Regions from separate parts of the Sus scrofa genome. Here region 1 is linked to region 2. A link is a contact called in public Hi-C data. All regions are on one chromosome and are shown on one strand. Each heading gives the region's core, a stretch centred on a gene start, on an enhancer-like site or on the middle of the called end of the contact. The rest is flanking DNA. Distances are from core to core; before and after follow the strand shown.

The links. A called contact is a pair of places that touch in the nucleus more often than the background predicts.
Region 1: a contact with region 2 is called in a Hi-C map of mesenteric adipose tissue, with 2.0 times the contacts expected there. The contact joins the promoter of RARS here to the enhancer-like site in region 2. A contact is called at or near these places in 3 of 5 promoter capture datasets (fetal liver, fetal skeletal muscle and liver), 2 of 47 Hi-C or Micro-C datasets (embryonic fibroblasts and mesenteric adipose tissue) and 1 of 2 datasets of contacts at active chromatin or transcription factors (alveolar macrophages).

What each region holds. Positions count from the first base shown.
Region 1 is chr16:55,410,797-55,413,648 of Sscrofa11.1, forward strand. RARS (arginyl-tRNA synthetase) reads right to left here and starts at 1,280. Exons shown (of 15, transcript NM_001244260.1): 1 at 1,219-1,280. The coding sequence starts at 1,263.
Region 2 is chr16:55,206,235-55,208,934 of Sscrofa11.1, forward strand. The region is part of intron 32 of SLIT3 (slit homolog 3 protein); the gene reads left to right. Among named protein-coding and RNA genes, the nearest start is that of MIR218B, 92 kb to the left of the region's middle. Within about 2 kb of position 1,332, at least 4 of the 83 cell types and tissues checked have an H3K27ac peak or open chromatin away from gene starts, as enhancers often do. A contact at or near this core is called in mesenteric adipose tissue, where this site is marked.

The DNA.
Region 1 (2,852 bases), core at 30-2,529, 200 kb after region 2:
CGTTCAGTCCATCCTTCAGGAATGATATCCACATGCTGTGAAACCTACTTCCTCCTCTCCACCTGGGTGTGGCGGAGGAGACAGGAATGAAGGACTTTCCCTTTGATAAGTTGCGATTATTCCTCCTTGAAATGTCTGAGGACGTTAGGATAGTATCCTTGATAAGAAAAAAGTCAAGGGTGTGTGTTGAGGGAGAGCAACAGGGGTGCTGGCATGCTGTGGCATAGGCCTCATATCAAGGCCAATAAGGGATAAGGCCAATGCAAAGAAAATAACACTTCCAACCCAACTGCATTCCTAAGGGAGAGACTCTCATTTGAATGTCAGAACATTTACCAGGGCATAAGACAGCCAAAATACACTGCCATGCGTGAGCTTATCTTACGTTCCAGGCACTGGGCTAAACACTTTTCGGAAATTATCTCTATAATTTGTATCACAACCCAATGAGAGGGTACTTACATCCCCACGGACAAAGACCCTATGACTCAGAACGCTGAAGAACTTGCCCATTTACTTGACCAACTTGTATGCCATGACAGACGTGGTATAAAGCAGCTCCTTTGAGGAGACAGGAGTCCTTCAACTACTCCCCCATTACCCCCTCCCGCCCACCCTACCTAGCCTAGAGGGTAAGGGAACTGTCACTTTCAACAAGCTATGACAGTTTCCTCCCCACGAATACTGAAGTCAAGAGAGCCAGCTCCTGCTGGATAATGAGCCACTCCATGGGCTTTTCAGGACAGCCCTTGCTCAGCATCATGGAGAGGGCGGTGGCTGAGCTGCAAACGAGTCCTGGGGCTTCCGCTCTTAGTTCACTTTCCTCTCTCCCTGTTCCCGCGCTTCCCGCGCGTGTTCCGGAAGGATGGGCACTGATCGAGACGGGGGGGGGGGGGGGACTCAACACGCCAGGCTCCAGCAGCCCCCCGGAAACGCTGGTTTGGGGAAGTCAGAGAGAAGGGGACCCTCCCTTGGTTGAATGCCAGTCGACTGGGCCTGGGGACCCTGGATTCTTCCCCTCCCACCTCTGGGAGAGCGTTCCTGGGAGGGCATTAGCCTCCGAGGCAGCGCGGGCCCGGGTCTCGGGACCCCGCTGCCCGAGTCTGAGGAAGCAGGCCGGTCCCCGCCTCGCTGCCGCCGTCCCGTCGATGCCCGGGCGGAATCTTGGGCCCTGGTCCCTGCCCTCCAAACCTTCCCAACGGCGCCACGCGGCGCTACCTGCTGCAGCAGCCGCGCGGAGCAGGCAGCGACTAAGCCGTCCATCCTCTCGCCAGCGTCCTACCCACCAACTCGCCGGAAGGGGAAGTAACAAGCCTCGCACGGAAGCGGAACCCCTCCCTCTTCGTCCCGCAAGGTCCCGCCCAGCCGTCTCAAGGCTGACGGGCTGTTGTTGTCTCTGCTGCCCCCTGGTGGAATCTAGGAGACACTGCGGGGAGAACCTCCAGGGAATTATCCGCCAGCATCCGAACCTTTAGGTTCCAATGTTGGGACAGAGGGTTTGAAGCGAATCGGATCAAAGCTGCGCTGTGTTTAACTGACTTGGGCAGAGGCATTTCGCTAAAGCCTCTGTCTCTCAAGGGCTTTATTTCACCCTTCCGTGAAATGGGTACAGAACTAACAAAATCCATTCATTCAACAGCATTTACTATGCACATTAGTATGAGGGCACTCTTTGAGGGGCTAGGACACAGGTGGAAAAAAGTCAGATAAGGTCCTTGCTTTCATAGAGGTGAGCAAAATTTGCTACTGCAAAATGTGTCTCTTTGGTGTGAGAATTATTTTAGGCTGATTATTTCATGAAACAGAAGACTCAGGAAGTCTTTCTTTTTACCTACCCCTTAGCTGCCTGAAGAATTTAAGGTGCCTGTTCCGGGAATAAAGCCATCACCAGACATATCTGCCAATTTTATGGCGGGAGTGGGTTTGGTGAGACTTGGCAGGGCCTGGAGATCAGATTCTGCTCTTGTCTCATTGTCTCTGCAAGTCTCAGCAAACACTTGTGTACCAGCCATTTGCTTTCCCAGCCCTATGTGAATTGCCTTCCTCTCCTTCGAAAACTCAAAACATTACCCCCCAAATCCTCCTCTGTCTTTGGCTGAAGATGGTATTTAATGAGGGGGGGTTGGGCCATTTGGGGAGTTCCTCAGTTGTCCTGGGTCTGAGAAAAAAGACCAAGTTTAGAAAAGAGTACACACAAACTCATGACCTGTAAATGGACTCTTCTAATGTATCCCCACAGACTCCTTAGAGAGTCTTCTATACCCCGAAGTGCATGTAGCATTCACCTAGAGCAGTGCTTGTCACAGGAATTGCTCAAAAACTGTTTCTTTTCTTTTTTTTTTGTCTTTTTTTGGGGCGGTCTTTTGAGGCCGCACTCGCTTTGGTTATGGTTAGTTGGGCTGTGCTGTGTGAGCGAGCCCGCACTCTGTCACGGCCTTAATGAGCAGAGTTCCCCAGGCTAGGATGTCCTAGTTGGAGCCTGTTGGTTGCTTGCCTGCCTACACCAGAGCCACAGCAATGCCACAGATCCGAGCCACGGTCTGCAACCTACACCACAGCTCACAGCAACGCTGGATCTTAACCCATGAGCAAGGCAGGGACGAACCCGAAACCTCATGGTTCCTAGTTCGATTCGTTAACCACTGGGCCAAGACGGGAACTCCCAAAAACTGTTTATTAATGTAATGAAGAGTGTGTGGGGGGGGTTGCAGGGGGGGTGGTTCAAGGCAGAGAGAATAGTGAATGCAAATGGTCTGAGACAGACATTTATTTGATAACAGAGAGGGGGATTGGATATGAGCATGGATGGAAAGATTTCCAAAAGCAAAGCATATAGGAATTTGTAAGTGACG
Region 2 (2,700 bases), core at 82-2,581:
AACAGACTTGGGGAAGTGGGTCCCCATAGGGAGTGGTGGAGACCGTGGTAGCCCAGAGGGGACGGCTGCAGCAGATGCAGCAGTGTGGGAAGGCAGATTCCCCTAAGAAGCTACGAATTCAGGGTTTCTATGTGAAATACCTCAGGGCTTAGATATTGGCCATTTAAAAACACCCTAGAGAGCAGGAGTTCCTGTTGTGGCTCAAGAGGTTAAGGACCCAACGTTGTCTCTGTGAGGATGCAAGTTCAATCCCTGGCTTCACTTGGTAGGTTCAGGATCCAGTGTTGGTGCAAACTGCAGCATAGGGCGCAGATGCAGCTCGTATCAGGTGTGGCTGTGGCTGCAGCTCCAGTTCAACTCCACGCCTGGGAACTGCCATGGGCAGCAGGTGAGGCTGTAAAAAGAGAAAACAAACCCAGAAACAGCCCCCAGAGAGTTCTCTTAAGCAAGCCGTGCTTACTCCCTCCATCATCATTACCACAAAACCCTCCATCTTTGTCTCATCCAATCCTCACTGCAAGCCCCGGGCAAGCATCACCACTACTAGTTCAGGGATGAGAAACTTGAAGTGCCCATGAATCCTTGGCCCAAAGACACAGAGGACAGACAGTTGCAGAACTGGGATTCAAACCCAGTCCAGGCTCCCACCAGAACCTTCATGCCGGGGCACGAAGGACGTGGCCAAAAGAGGGCGTGTGGCTACCCTGCTGGTCCAGGAGGGAGGGGTTGCTGCAGGGCAGGCTGAGACCTCAGGCTGTTGCCTGAAATATCCCAGGAACTTTGTGAGGCTCTGTCGCCACCTAGTGGTCAGATCTCAGCATCCAGGGGAGCTTAACCAGCAAGTGGAGGAACAGACCACTTGTCCCATAGTGGTGAAGGATCCTGTGCCTTGGGAGGTTGGATTCCAGTCCTGCTCCCCATCTCCACTTCAAGACTCAGGACTGGACCCTAAATTGCTGAGCCTTAGGTCTCAAGTGGAGGAAAAAAAGTGTACATCCTACCAGGGGATTGTTAGGGTTAAATGAGAGAATGCAGTACTTCACATGGTTAAGTGCTCAACACACGTCTCCTGCACTGGCCCAGTAACTGTTTTATGGCCACACCAGTGGTGTAAAGAAGTTCCCCGACCAGGGTCTGAATCCCAGCTGCAGCTGTGACCCACGCTGCAGCTGCAGCACTGGGGATCGAACCCTTACTTCTGCAGTGACCTAAGATGCTGCAGTCAGGTTCTTAACTCACTGTGCCACAGCGGGAACTCCCCAACAACTGTTACTAAAAGCATAAGGGGACTCTGTGGGCCAGTCTTGGCCAACACAAGCTCTCAGGTCAGTCCCAGACAGGAGCCCCCCAGCCTGGCTCACACACCTCGCACTGGGTACTGGTTTATGGGGCTCAGTGGAAGACAAGGAAGGCCCTTCACTTCCCTGAAATTCCTAAATATCTTTCCAGGAGACTAATGTGAACTGGGCCTTGGGTCCACAGTGGGATCACCTCCTGTAGGAGTTCACATCAAGACATTTTGGGATTGGGTTGGTTTTTCCAATTGTTTTCTTTTTTGTAGCAACAGAGGCCTTTTCCCCATCCATATGTTATTTCAAAGGCCAAGACTTAAAAAAAAAAAAAAAAAAAAAAAAAACTAGAAGTGAAACCACTGTTTTCTGCAAGGTAATGAAAAGTCAGAATCTTCAGCCTCCTCCCCCGTCCCCCAGGCCTCCAAAGATACACTGTTTGAAAACCACTGGCTTTATGCATTATTTCCAGGAGATCCTGGTTCAGATGGGCCAGGAACAGGTGACCTATTGACCCATGAGGACCTACTGGCACAGATAAGGTTATGGGAGTTTTGATTCGGAATCAATCCTTAATTTTTTTAGGCATAACTGACCCCTATTAATTTCAGGATACAACATAATGATTTGATATGTGTACACACTGTGAAATGATGACAATAAGTCTAGTTAACGGCCATCACCATACACATTTTTTCCTTATGATGAGAACTTTTAAGATCTACTCTCTTAGCAACTTTCAAATAGGAAGGGTTTTGGAGTTCCCGTCGTGGCGCAGTGGTTAACGAATCTGACTAGGAACCATGAGGTTGCGGGTTCGATCCCTGGCCTTGCTCAGTGGGTTAAGGATCCAGCTTTGCTGTGAGCTGTGGTGTAGGTCGCAGACATGGCTCGGATCCCATGTTGCTGTGGCTCTGGCGTAGGCCGGGCTGTACAGCTCCGATTAGACAATTAGGCCCTTAGCCTGGGAACCTCCATATGCTGTGGAAAGCGGCCCTAGAAAAGGGAAAAAAAAAAAAAGACAAAATGAAGGGTCTTATTAACTCTAGTCACCATGCTATACATTATACCCCCAGGGAAATTATAAATGGAATTATTTTCTTGATTTCTCTGATAGTTTGTTATTAGTGAATAGAAATGCAACTGATTTTTATGTATTAATTTTATATCCAGCCACTTCACTGAATTTGTGAATTCTGATAGTTTTTTAGTAGAAACTTTAGGTTTTTTGTATATATATCATGTCATCTGCCAGTAGTGACAGTTCTATTTCTTACTTTCTGATTTGGATGCCTTTTTTTTTTTTTTTTCTTTCCCAATTACTCAGGCTGGGACTTCCAATACTATGTTGAGTATAAATAGTGAGAGTGGGCATCCTTGTATCATTTCTGCCTTGAAAGGAAAAGCTTTC